Regions from separate parts of the Zea mays genome. Here regions 1, 2 and 4 are each linked to region 3. A link is a contact called in public Hi-C data. All regions are on one chromosome and are shown on one strand. Each heading gives the region's core, a stretch centred on a gene start, on an enhancer-like site or on the middle of the called end of the contact. The rest is flanking DNA. Distances are from core to core; before and after follow the strand shown. Region 1 holds the start of LOC103653394. Region 2 holds the start of LOC100383137. Region 3 holds the start of LOC100216882 (NADPH--cytochrome P450 reductase). Region 4 holds the start of LOC100276431.

Evidence for each region. Hi-C and Micro-C count contacts between places; a contact is called where the count stands out from the background.
Region 1: a Hi-C map of tassel shows a contact between it and region 3, with 4 times the contacts expected there. The contact joins the promoter of LOC103653394 here to the promoter of LOC100216882 in region 3. A contact is called at or near these places in 2 of 25 Hi-C or Micro-C datasets (ear and tassel).
Region 2: a Hi-C map of tassel shows a contact between it and region 3, with 1.8 times the contacts expected there. The contact joins the promoter of LOC100383137 here to the promoter of LOC100216882 in region 3. A contact is called at or near these places in 2 of 25 Hi-C or Micro-C datasets (ear and tassel).
Region 4: a contact with region 3 is called in a Hi-C map of leaf, with 8 times the contacts expected there. The contact joins the promoter of LOC100276431 here to the promoter of LOC100216882 in region 3. A contact is called at or near these places in 7 of 25 Hi-C or Micro-C datasets (bundle sheath, ear, endosperm and 2 more) and 2 of 3 datasets of contacts at active chromatin or transcription factors (leaf and seedling).

The regions. Positions count from the first base shown.
Region 1 is chr4:73,995,478-73,998,674 of Zm-B73-REFERENCE-NAM-5.0, forward strand. LOC103653394 reads right to left here and starts at 1,816. Exons shown (of 1, transcript XM_008680310.3): 1 at 1-1,816. The coding sequence starts at 673. The coding sequence ends at 8.
Region 2 is chr4:74,112,983-74,116,309 of Zm-B73-REFERENCE-NAM-5.0, forward strand. It overlaps LOC100383137, which reads left to right and starts at 1,368. Exons shown (of 11, transcript NM_001175803.1): 1 at 1,368-1,466; 2 at 2,180-2,299; 3 at 2,419-3,327. The coding sequence starts at 1,425.
Region 3 is chr4:74,442,515-74,446,009 of Zm-B73-REFERENCE-NAM-5.0, forward strand. It overlaps LOC100216882 (NADPH--cytochrome P450 reductase), which reads left to right and starts at 1,653. Exons shown (of 17, transcript NM_001359515.1): 1 at 1,653-2,174; 2 at 3,016-3,075; 3 at 3,173-3,246. The coding sequence starts at 1,842.
Region 4 is chr4:74,183,058-74,186,310 of Zm-B73-REFERENCE-NAM-5.0, forward strand. LOC100276431 reads right to left here and starts at 1,334. Exons shown (of 15, transcript NM_001312878.1): 1 at 1,047-1,334; 2 at 921-967; 3 at 719-833; 4 at 101-198. The coding sequence starts at 1,076.

The DNA.
Region 1 (3,197 bases), core at 566-3,065, 450 kb before region 3:
GAAGTAGTCATGGTGGTTTCCAACGGACAACCAAACACATGGAACAACAATCATTCAATGTGAAAGAAATACAAAACTGAACCGAATCTTGTTGAATTGACATTATGGCATTTGTATTGCCTCCACCTCCATTGCGATTCGTCTGGTTTTGCTCTTGAATTAGCTCATCAGCTATCAACAGAACTAGCACATGTATATCACTGGCTATATGGCCACATCCTGTCAGTACCACACAACCACATAGATTGGCAATGACACATCCCTCTAGGAAGCAACCACTAGCGATACCAAGATGTGTTGGTTCCAAGCAAACAGAACACTGCCAATTATCCTTGAGTTTGAGTAATTCTAGCAATAAAAGGGCCATAGTGATTGCACAACAGAGAAGAACTATAATGGCCTCACTATATATTATTAGAAATGCCATCACTCTATTAGCAAGCCACTTGGGCACCATTATGCTATCCCTCTGCCAAGCCAGTTCAACAGTACCGCCCCATTGTTGTTGTCGTTCTCCTTGAATGAGCATATGGAAACTCCACTCTGTAGTCACCATCTCGTGTTTCCAACTTCCCACAGTTTCAGTATGCATAGATCTGAAATATTGATGAGCTGGAGGTGGCCATGGAGGTTTCTTGGACAAAAATGCAATACTCCCCAATAGCAACCTCATGAACTACTATGTTGAGAGACGACCATGGAATTGTACGTAAATCATCATGGCTATATCCAAACTCAACTTGCATATGTGGTGGTGGCCAAGGTTGCCTATGCGGCACGGCATCCCAGCTGCAATTGAATGGAGGCGAGAAGCTCTATACGAATATGAAACCATTCCTAAAACACCTGGTGGGCAATGTGTTGGGAACCTCGTCGTCCTCGTCGATGGACCTGCAGACGCATCGCTTGCTGTCGTCGAACAGGACGTACGGCTGGTCGTTCTTGACGATGTCGACCGGGCCGCCGAAGCTCTTGAATAGGGGTACCGGCTCTCGACTGAAGGTCGGGTGGGAGAGGCCGACCAGGTTGCAGCTCACGCTGATGTACACGGGCTTGCTCTCCCTCCGCGTCGTCGCGATGGCCGTGTCAATCCCCTCGGTGGCGATTGTGTAGAGGTCGTTGAGGTGCAGCTGCGCTTCCTCGAGGGCGCTGGTGCCGGAGGCGGCTGATGCTGTGACGAAGGCGGCGCTGAACTCCCTGTCCATCTCGGTGCTGGAGGCCCTAGGAACGCTCGACTCGACGCGAGTAGCCGACTCGACTCGTCGCGAGGGCTGGACAAGTTCTCTGTCGTGCTGTCCGAGCTGGAGGCGAAGCAGGAGAAGATCCTGCAGCGTGTCGGCTCGGACGTCGACGCCGACCACCTCCTGTGGATGCCCGCTCGCGACGTAGCTGCTCGGCACAGCACGGATGCCCAGTGGAGGAAGCAAATCCCGGGAGCTCGGGGCCGCGACACGGACGACCGAAAGCAGATCGACCTAGTCGTAGGGAGAGATTGGATCCGAATTGAGGATGCGGCGGTGGAAACAGGGCTCCACGTCGAAGATGGGACCCTTGAGACGTCTCGTCACAGGGCTCTTCTTGAGACGTCTCGTCACAGGGCTGATGCGCTCGGACAAGCGTCTCCATGAGTCGCATTTCATCGAGCAGCTTGCGGATGGCGGCGTCTTGATGCTCTATTGTGGAAGATCGGGGTCGCCATGGCACATCAACAAGTGGATCTAGGATGACTTAATCGGATACCAAATGTTAACACTCGAGATACGGGAAACCAGAAGAGATGGAACACAGCAAGATGTATTGGAGAAGAACAAAGAGGAGGTGTTCGCCTGAAAGTTCAGGTTCTTCTTGTGTGATAGCTTTCCTAATTCACATTGGCACCATATATTCCTCTCTCGGGCCAACCTACGACGCACGCGCTTACAAAGCCCAGCAAGCTCAGTCCGGCCCAATTACCCGGAACACTCGCACGCCTCCGTCTACGTGGCCTCGTGACATTTTCCTAATGCTGCTCGTCTTCGTCCATGGTTCCTGCCTCTGAAAGCCTGTACCTCATGTTTGCCTGGAGCAGCTGTGCTGACACCGACGCTCAGAACGGCGGGGGCAGGAAGAAGGCGTCGGTCCGACCCTGCAAATGGCGAGGGCAGGGAGAAGGCACAGACCGGCGGATGCAGGGAGACGGGGCAGGGCGGCAATGAGACGCGGGAAGAGGTAGAGGAAAGAAAAAACGATCATGTGAAACTTCAATCTGTTGCGTCTAGGGTGAATATCGAGCCAGTTCAGCTTATAATAGTTTTGCTCGTTATAGTTCGTTACTATAACGAGCCAGCTCAGCTCGTTATACTAACGAGCTAAATATTTAGCTCGGCTCGTTAGGGAGCTTGAGCCAGCTTGTTAGACTCGCGAGCCATACAACTAAATACAAAGATATATGTATATAAATATATGTAACCGAAAAATCATATTTAGATGTTTAACACTATAAACCCAAAACCTTTATAATATTATTAACATAGTGTCGTCATAGCTTCTAACTTTCAATATTAAATTGAATAACCAAATATGTATTAACGTACATATTTACAAACTCTTTTATTATAATAAAGTAGCAACAAGTATCATTATAAAGCAGTTCATCATCTATTCCACAAATATGTAACATTTCATTGCACAATACTAACATCATATGCTGCTAGAAAACAAAGTTCACAAAATCATAACCAATAATCAAATATTAAATATGCAATATAGGTATGTAGTCATGCAATAATGCAAATATTTGAGCACATGGCACATCCACACATGTCTATATCACAGATCATAACTACGAGAAGGCAAGACTATGAGAGATGAGATAACACCAACAACTAGACAAACTTGTGTTATGGCTTGGCTCATTTGGCTCTGCGAGCTAGCTCATGAGCTAACCCGAGCTGGCTCATTAGACAACCGAGCTGGAATGCTATCTTGGCTCGCTACAAAATTAAAACGAACCGAGTGGAGCGAGTTATCGAGCCACGAGTATTTCGTCCAGTTCTAGTTGCACCTCCACATGGGGCAGTGCCTATGGGTTCCTCAAATCTGGGACACTTGAGATGTTGTCCTATATTTTTATATAAAAAATTCTAAATTAAGACAATGTTGGAGTTGATTTTTTAACTGAGACTTATATTTAAATATAAGACAACTATTTGAGACAT
Region 2 (3,327 bases), core at 118-2,617, 330 kb before region 3:
TCGACGTTCCAATGATAGGGATGAAGTAGCGTACACGACAGCGTAGTAGGTAGGAAGAGACGAGGTTAGATGCATTGGTTGCTGGTGTTTTTGATGGTAGCGCCCGTAGGTAGGTATTTATAGGAGAATACCACATTCAGTTCTATAAAAATAGTAACCGGTAGAGATGCACAAATCCATATTAGATAAGGATCGTACCAGATAAAGACCAGTTGATCCGATTTACACCTGATAAGGTTTCCGGAATAAACTTATCAAATAAAGATTTTGGAATAAGCGGTAAAATAAAACTGCAAAGGAAGCCACCGACGTGTAAAACTTTAGACTCCGAATTTAGCGGACCATTTACGCTCATGTTGCGTGCCCACGTCTTTTGCCCATCCGATGAGTCGAGTGAGCGTGCGTGTTCCTCCTTCTACATTTTACCTAATACATGCAAGAAAAAATAGGAAGGACTTTAAACTTTTAGTGTTTGAATCAACTAAAACTAATAGTTAATAGCTAAAATTAGCTAATAGTTCAGCTATTAGCTATTTTTGGTAAATTAGTTAATAGTTATATAGTTATTTGTTAGCTAGCTAATTCTACTAACAATTTTTAGCTAACTAAGGGCCTGTTTGAGAGAGCTTTGCTTCAAAAGTTTTAGCTTTGGTTTTCCAGTTTTACTATAAAACAACTCCATCAAATTATTAATGTGAGTTCTAGGAGCGTTTGGTTTGTATATGGACTCCAATTTATATAGTACAATTGATTTGTGCGGATTTCCTTAATTATCCTTGATGATTAGTGTGTTGTCACCAGAGAGAACGGAAGTTGTATGTTGCGTAACCAGTGGCATGGTGGGTAATTTTCGTACAGCTTCATGAGGAGATATAAAAACAGTGTTTTTGAAACACCCTCTAAGGAGCTTCATCAATTTCATGAAACGGGCCTCTAGTTTCGATTTTTTTTAAAAACTAAAGCTCGTGGAGCTGGACCTGTTTGGGTTGAAGAAGTTCGAACAAAATTGAAATTCTTGAAGTGAAGCTCTTCCAAACAGGGCCTAAGTATTAGTTCTAATACATTCAAACACTCTTTAAGTTGGGTTCGCCGGTGTCGGCGAGACTCGCGCCACAACCTCCTAGTTTCTCGGCTCCGTTAGTGTAACAAATATACGTGATATGCACGTACGGTGGTTATCGCCGCGATTTGTTAACAAATATAATTCCAATATATAAATAACAAAAGGAAACAAAAATATAGGATGTCGTTGAGGCTTGGCCCCACCGCGCCCCGACATATAAAAAGCTGCCTGCCTGCCTGGGTCGGGCCTCGCTTAAGTTCCTACTACCACATCTCACCGGGCCGCGCCGGAGCTGCTCCCTTCCGTTTCGTCCCTCTCCTTCCGGCGGCAGCTGCGTCGGCCGCGGCTGCCAACGGCCGGTATGGCGGGCCTCGAGGAGATCAAGAATGAGGCAATCGATCTGGTACGAGCAACACACATGCTTCTTCAAGCTCTCTAATTTGCAGTATTATTGCCATGTCTTCTTCTCGTCCCAACCTCCACTCTACTACCTCTGCCTCAAAGCTAGCTAAGATATATACTTTGTCCGTTTACTCTGTTAATTTTACAAAATCTACGTGCTCTTTCCGTGGATAATTAGATGACGAGCATTGTTAATAACCAAAAACCGCTTTTCTTTTTTTCTCGGAAAGAATAAAATTCTACGAACAAGTACGTCTCACTTATGATCCCTTGCTAATGATCTGTATTTGTGTGTGTGTGTGTGTGTTTTTTTTGCTTCGTTTTTTGGAGGGGAAAGAACATATACCTGGCCTCCAGTCTTCACCCAGCTCAGCGCCGCTGATACGAGTGTAAACCGTTGATTAGTGATCATCTTTCACTCATGTGATAAAGTTGCCTCAGACGCTGCTTTGTTTTGTGTACCGTTGCTTGATTCACGGGTTACAAGCTTGCGGTTTGCGTATTTTTTTTTCTCTCGCTTTTTTGCCTCTCCCTGTGATCTCCAACCACCGCACTTTTTGGGGCTGGTCGCATTAATCACTGCTGATGCTGCTCCGATCCGCTGCTAATCCGTAATAATAATTTTTCTAGACAGACGTCGCTGTTCCAGGGACTTGGATATATTTTTTTAGTTTTTCATGCTGTCTCGTACTCTGTGTTTGCTACGCATGGCAGGAGAACATCCCCGTGGAGGAGGTCTTCCAGAGTCTCAAATGCAGCAAGCTGGGCCTGTCCTCGGAGGAGGCGGAGGCGCGCCTCGCCGTCTTTGGGCCCAACAAGCTCGAGGAGAAGAAGGTGGTTGCTCCACCATTCTTTTAATTTCTGCTCATGTGTATGTGTATGTATTATGTAACAATGGCGGACCATGCGCTTGACCTTTTCTTGGCGCGCGCACGCAACGCAATGCAATGCAGGAGAGCAAGTTCCTAAAGTTCCTGGGGTTCATGTGGAACCCGCTGTCGTGGGTCATGGAGGCGGCGGCGATCATGGCGATCGCGCTCGCCAACGGGGGCGGCAAGCCGCCGGACTGGCAGGACTTCGTGGGGATCGTGTTCCTGCTGCTCCTCAACTCGTCCATCTCCTACTGGGAGGAGAGCAACGCCGGGAGCGCGGCAGAGGCGCTGATGGCCAACCTGGCGCCCAAGGCCAAGGTGCTGCGCGACGGGCGCTGGAGCGAGCAGGACGCGGCGGTGCTGGCCCCGGGGGACATCATCAGCGTCAAGCTGGGCGACATCGTCCCCGCCGACGCCCGCCTGCTCGAGGGCGACCCGCTCAAGATCGACCAGTCGGCGCTCACCGGCGAGTCGCTGCCCGTGACCAAGGGCCCCGGCGACAGCATCTACTCGGGCTCCACCTGCAAGCAGGGGGAGCTCGAGGCCGTCGTCATCGCCACCGGCGTGCACACCTTCTTCGGCAAGGCGGCGCACCTCGTGGACAGCACCAACCAGACGGGTCACTTCCAGAAGGTGCTCAAGGCCATCGGCAACTTCTGCATCGCCACCATCGCCATCGGCATCGCCGTCGAGGTCCTCGTCATGTACGCCATCCAGCACCGCGCGTACCGCGACGGCATCGACAACCTCCTCGTGCTCCTCATCGGCGGCATCCCCATCGCCATGCCCACCGTGCTCTCCGTCACCATGGCCATCGGCTCGCACCGCCTCGCCACGCAGGGCGCCATCACCAAGCGCATGACGGCCATCGAGGAGATGGCCGGCATGACCGTGCTCTGCAGCGACAAGACGGGCACGCTCACCGTCAACAAGCTCAGCGTCGACAGGGGCCTCATCGAGATCTTCGCCAAGGGGGTCGACGCCAACGGG
Region 3 (3,495 bases), core at 403-2,902:
AATTAGTGGTGAATGGATCAATAACTTGATGATACGTTACAATGAGAAAGAGCTATTTAGAAACATCGATAATAAAAAATAAAAAATGGTTCAAGATATGAAGAACACCGTGTGTTATTGCCTAAAAATAGTGGTGCATGCTATTCTCTTCTAAATTTTAAATCTAAAGTCCATATTTGTTTGACTAATTAATTATGTCTATTTACTTAGATTCTTTCTTGGGATCAACAATAGATGTCATCATCATGTGTCGTCTATGAGCTACCTCAATAGGCTAGCTAGATCATTTTGTAAAGCTAAATTTGGCTATTATTAGAAGATTTTTAAATGACTCTTCGAATTTAGTAGCTCTCTATCTCAACATATTCGCTCTATATTTTTGGATAGCCTTCTTAACTCGTCATACATGGTTTTGAATTAAATAGTCTGTTGGATTAGTGTACCTTTTCTGTGAAATCTATTTTAAAATGCAGCTAAATCGGTAAATTTAGCTAATCTCTTAGAGTTGCTTTATGTTATTTTGCATTTCGGTATGAAATAGGGAGAAACTACGTCCTTCATTGTTTATGATGTATTTTACATTTTTAACCGTTCATCGATGTTTGATAGAAGACTACTCATTGCTATATTTGTTCTATGTGGAGGTCTAGTGGACTCATGTTGTTGTAGCAGCCTATTTTATACTTTCTTCGTCCCAAATTAGTATTTGATTTAGTTCTCGGTTTTTATGTCTATATTAAAATGAACGATGATGAATCTAGACATATATTCAAAACACATACACCAATTCTTGTAAGAACCCATTAGAAGACTAAAACAAATTTTAGTGTGAGACAGAGAAAGTATATTTTTTTATGAAATCCACCACTAGACAAAAGGATACTATTTCTTATCCTTTTAAAATACTCAAACATGAATGTAGTTGTCCAGTAGCACTAGAAATGATGAACCGAATGCTCTATCACAAAATAGAGCAATTCTAGATGCAAAGCAAATCATTTTTCTCTTCAACTTGACTAGATTTATATAAAATACACCAACATTATGTCTCAAAAATATTTAATATAAAGGTATAATTTATAATTAATTTAACTATGACCGCAATGTATTTTTGTAATTTCTTTAGTTTTAATTGAATTTAAAATTACTTGGTTCAACAAAAGCTGCAGTATTTTTTACAAGAGAGTAGTGCCCTTTTTTTCTGCCGCAAAGTATTTGCGATTTCGACATCATCGCTGCGCTTCTGGCACGCCTGTCCGCGTAACGCCGTTACCGTCGGCTCACGCTGACCACGTCGCAACACGAAACACATGCTTGCATTCCAGTTCCAGATTCCAGACACGCGGGCCCACTTCCCGCACCAACGCGACGCCACCGAGCGGCCACGCTTCTCCTCAGTCTCCCAAACCTACCCCCACGGCCCCACGGACCGGGACCCTCACCCCCAGTCCCCCACACGGCCACACCACTGCGCCGGGTCCACGCAGCAGAACCCCCGCCCGCCCCGCCTCCCAGTTGCAGCGAAGCCTCCTCTGGCTCTACGGCGCAGTGGGTAGGTGGTTTGACCGTGCCGGGCCAACCCCGCCGGCCACCGCCCGGCCACCTATTTAAGCCCCCGCACCTCCCACGCCTCGCCGGCAGCAGCGTTGCATCAGCTGTTGTAATTACGTGGTACAGGACAGTGCCCATTTGCCGTTGCCGCGTCCAGCATTCATTCATTCATTGCCCTGGCCTTCTTCCTTCGGGCCTTCCCGTGCCGTCGCCCAACGCCTCACCTACCACCACCGCCCGCCACCAAACCAAACCAACCCCTCGGTCGCCGACGCCGAGTGACGTAAACGATGGACTCGGCGACGTCGGGGGCGATGGAGCTGGTGGCCGCGCTGCTGCGCGGCCGGGTGCCGCCCGAGCTGGGCGGGGACGGCGCCGAGGGCCGGGCGCTCGTCGCCACGCTCGCCGCCGCGGTGCTCGGCGCCGCGCTCTTCGTGCTCTGGAGGCGCGCCGCCGCCGGGAAGAAGCGGAAGCGGGAGGCCGCCGTCGCGGCCGCGGAGGCCACGCAGGCCAAGGCGAGAGGCGGTAAGGCCGCCGAGGAGGAGAAGCCGGCCGACGACGGCAGGAAAAAGGTCACCGTCTTCTTCGGCACGCAGACCGGCACCTCCGAGGGGTTTGCCAAGGTGCGTCATGCGCGCGTTGCCTGCCATAAACCAGATCAATCGTCATCTCTTATGTCTCCTGTATAGTTTCTCCTCGTGTTTGACGACTTCTAGGTGGTGAATTGCTACTCTTGTTAATGTCAGCAATTCTCATTTTTAATAATCCCGAGGGAAAGGGGGGTTTTTTGTTAATGAATGAAGGGAACTAGTTCTTGGTGGGTGATGCAGAGGGATTTTTAAAATTTTCTCCATCACTATCATGCCGGCCTTACGGGTTGCTTTCATAACGGCAGGAAATTCCACTGCAGAGGGTATATGAAAGTTACCGCGAGATTTGAAGCACTTGTGAGCGGAACTTGGATTTTATCATAGCTATTAACTACTCCAAAAAGGAATAACAAGTATTCTAGTCCAACCATCGCACCTGTGACTATGAGCTTGAGAAAGTCAAACCGCATGTTTCTTGACCATCCAAAGCTTTTTTTACAAACTTCTACTAGCATTACAAGCCAACGACATGTGCGGTAGCAAAATGTTGACCAAAAAAAAGGGCAACCGCAAGCACCTGGCTAGGAATAATATGGGTGTCAATGTCAAACCTCGAGGAGGGGTTGGTGGGCTAAACAAACCTTCTTAGTCCTACCTTCTCTCTGGGCCCAATCGATACATCATTGATCATTGTGTGGTTTTCTGCGTGAAAGCAGCGAACAGAGGAGAAAAAGCGACTGCTTTGGGAGATTGGGTGGGAAAAGGCAATTGTCTTTTCTAGCTCGAATCAATCACCCTTCATATAGTCTTCAGTATATTAAATCCTTTCTTAGGGTAGTCTTCTAAATATTCTGATCTGCCATATACATAACAGGCCCTTGCTGAGGAGGCGAAGTCCAGATATGACAAGGCAAGCTTCAAAGTCGTGGACTTGGTAAGAAACCGACAGCTAATGTGTGGTATGATCAATCTGGGAGAAGGGTGACTTCAGATGATCTTACTCACGTGACACGGGCTATGGTATTTTGTAGGATGATTATGCAGCAGAGGACGAGGAATATGAGAAGTTGAAGAAGGAGAAGCTAGCGTTGTTCTTCGTGGCAACGTGAGGCATTATTCTCTCTGTTTCGCCCTTTGTCTTCTTACTGAATTTGGAGCAAAATGTGGATACAATTAGTAAAACTTGGTGTATACGTAATCTCACTGGCTGAACTTGCACAAGAACATGTTTCCAGCACTGGATTCTAAATACCAACATTCTCCATGTGTTGTCCTAACAATTAGTGAATAATGTTCAGGGGCTCTCGACATTTGGATGATTTGTTTTTCATTTATTTTGGAGTACGAAATCAAG
Region 4 (3,253 bases), core at 84-2,583, 260 kb before region 3:
TACCTTCCAGATCAGGTGAAAATTCACAGTTAACAAATTGACACTGGCTAAGAACATCGGGATTGCAACATGAAATAGAAAGGGAAGAAATGGCACGCACCGCTGCCGCTGGTCATTTGTAGACTCCCTGAACTCAATGTCCCTCTGTCGCTGCTGCAGCAGCGCATAGATGCAGTTACAAGTTCTTGCAATCGAGACCTGCATAACAGAACCCAAAAAAGGTGTGGTAAGTTTTAAAAAAAGCACATGGAGGAACCTTAAAGCCCTCCGCATATATTGATCCCCAAATTTCAAAAGAAGTTGCCCTGCACTACCAGTGCGCGCAGAACACAAAATTCAGAATGTAATTAAAAAAATAACAAGTGACAACATATCAGAAGATCTGATAAGGGACAAGGTAACAATAACAGTAGCATTCCTACTGGATAAATAACAAAATGATTGCTGGAAAAAAAACACGGACAAAACGCAAATGGCAACCCAGATAAAGACAATGGAAGATGTAAATAGAGAGGTAGAGAGGGGAAAAATTAAGCAGGTACGAGTATAACAGAACGATCGACGAATTGGCCTCGAAAATTTGTTTTTTAAGGAATGGCGACAAGATGAATAAATCCCTTAAACCCCGAAAATCATAAGCAAACAAACCCCCGCGACCGAAATGAATACATAAACGTGAAGCAGCTGCGAGCCGGGGGAGAGAGGGAAGAGGAAGGACCGGATCGGTGGCGAAGAGGTCGAGAGATGCCGGGAATCCGAAGGTGACGAGCGTCTGGTTCAGGTACCGGGCGCAGTGCTCCAGGTTCTCCGCGTTTGCGAACGCGCCCCCGTCGCTGCTGCACAAGCAGCCACGCCGCAAACCACTGACATCAGAATCAAACCCCCTCGAACTCGAACCCAAGAGGGAAATTGGCGCTCACCTCATGCTGGCGTGCGACGGCGGCGGCTGCAACTGATGCGACGAGGCCTGCATTGGAAGGAGGAAGTTAGAGGCGGCCAAGGGAGGACGGCGGATCTGGGGCTAGCCGGCTGGGGGTAGGGTTTACCCGGAGATCGAAACGCGCCGACGAGGACATCCGCCACAACGCGCTCGAGAGAGTGAGGACAGGGAGAGGGGGATAGAGATCTGGGAGTCGATGGGGGGATGGGGATGGATGATGAATTGACGACGGCGAGTACAGTTGGGTCGAGAGAGCGATTTGAAATGGTTGCGAGTGGGGAGTGGGAGGACGGGGACGGTGTGGACTGCCGGGCTGGGAAGGGCAGGCCGGCAACGGTAAGGTAGGGCCGCGATGTCTGTGGCACGAATGGTCACACACACAGATCTGATCTCGAGAGAGGGACTGCTTCTGCTGGACCCAACTACCCATTGATAGTGTGGGCCATAAGCACGTGACAGCTTTGGCTAGATGCAATGGCGGATTGGCGGTGGTCATTACGCCATCTCCGGTGCGATAGGCTGTGTAAAGTATTGTTTTGCACGGTATATTACTATATTTACAAGATTACAGTTTAAAACATGAAACCATATTTATAAGATTACAATTTAAAATATGAAGTGAGATAGAGACTGAAATAGAAAGTCTGCCGAAGTAGTCTTATTGTTTGTTCTTCGTTTGGTAGGCCGACATACAAACGAGGCCAAGATTAAGTGAAACATATATTGTCACAAATTTTAGGGTGTGTTTGATTGCGCGATAGTTAGGACAGGGATGTCCCCTGGCGTTTTCTCTTGTCCCTCCAATTTGAGAGACAATTGGGGACAATACTAATCCCAACCTTTGACCTTGAACTAAACAACATTATTTGAGGGATTGTCTCATCCCGTCTCGTCCTGTCATTGCAACCAAACGCACTATTAGTCACCAGCCCATTTTTAGATCAAGAACCAATCTAGAAGGCAGCTCATCTGGACTCGTTCAAGGACAACCATTGAATGAAGGGAATTAAAAAAGATGGGTTTATTTCTCGCCTAGCTAAAACGAACTGCTCTAGCAGATGGACCGAATTTTAAGCCGGGTTAATTCAGTCCACCTTGAATGAGGCCCAGAATGTCGTTTCGGCCGAAACAAACACCTAAGTATTTCTCTATATGTTGTACAAAACATTCTTTTGTACTTTAAACTAGGGCTGGAAAATAAGCTTGAGGCTCGCGAGCCGGCTCGAGCTCGAAGTGGCTCGGCTCGAAGCGGCTCGCGAGCCTCGAACGAGCTGAGTCGAGCTCATTTTTTATCACACCCGGTTTTAAGGAACAAAGTCGGGTGCATCTCATACATGCGCCAAAGAAGACAACATATATAATAACAGATTGTATAGAGATAAATGTCACAATAATCAGAGTATTTATTACATAGCGGAAGTCTTACAAAATAGAAGATAATATAACAGGATCTAAAATCCATCCTTGGCGCCAGAAAGTCAACTGGGAGACGACACCTAGATCGAATCGAACTCCTCGCCTTGTGGCTCCTCCTGAACCACCTGTTCTTCTCCTGTGGGGGTGTGAGACAGCAAGAGTGAGCTCACATACGTTCATAGCTCAACAAGTCGTGAGGAATAATGTGCATGAACTCACCAAAGGTGGGAGTTCATGTGAAGTGTAAGGCTAATCAACAAAATAGAGGCTGAAGCTGAGCATTGCTTTTATAAGTTGGTCAAAATTTTATTAGCAATTACTAAGTGTAAGTAAATACCAAACCTTAATAATAATAAAGAAAAGTAATAGTAAAATAATCTCAAATGCGATGCAAATGTCAAATTAAATTTAAGTTCCATAAATGTCGGCGTTTCGACCCCGGGGGGTCCCTGGACCGACGAGTAAATTGTCGCCGCGTGCCCCAGCCCAGATGGGTCGACGCGAGACGGAGCGCGAAGGGGGGAAGAAAGCCGGAGGGAGACAGGCGTAAAAGGGGAAACCCGCGGCCTTCGTGTTTGTCCCGCGCCCAGGTCGGGTGCGCTTGCAGTAGGGGGTTACAAGCGTCCACGCGGGAGGGAGCGAGAGGCTTACGCGAGCGTCGTCCCGTCCTCCCCCGCGCGACCAACCTCCTGTAAGAGGGCCCTGGACCTTCCTTTTATAGGCGTAAGGAGGGGGTCCAGGTGTACAATTGGGAGGCGTAGCAGTGTGCTAACGTGTCTAGCAGAGAGGAGCTAGTGCCCTAAGTATATGCCGTCGTGGCAGCCGGAGAGGTTTTGGCACCCTGTTCGTGTGGTGTCGTGGCCGTCGAAGGAGCGCTGGAGCCTGGCGGAAGGACAG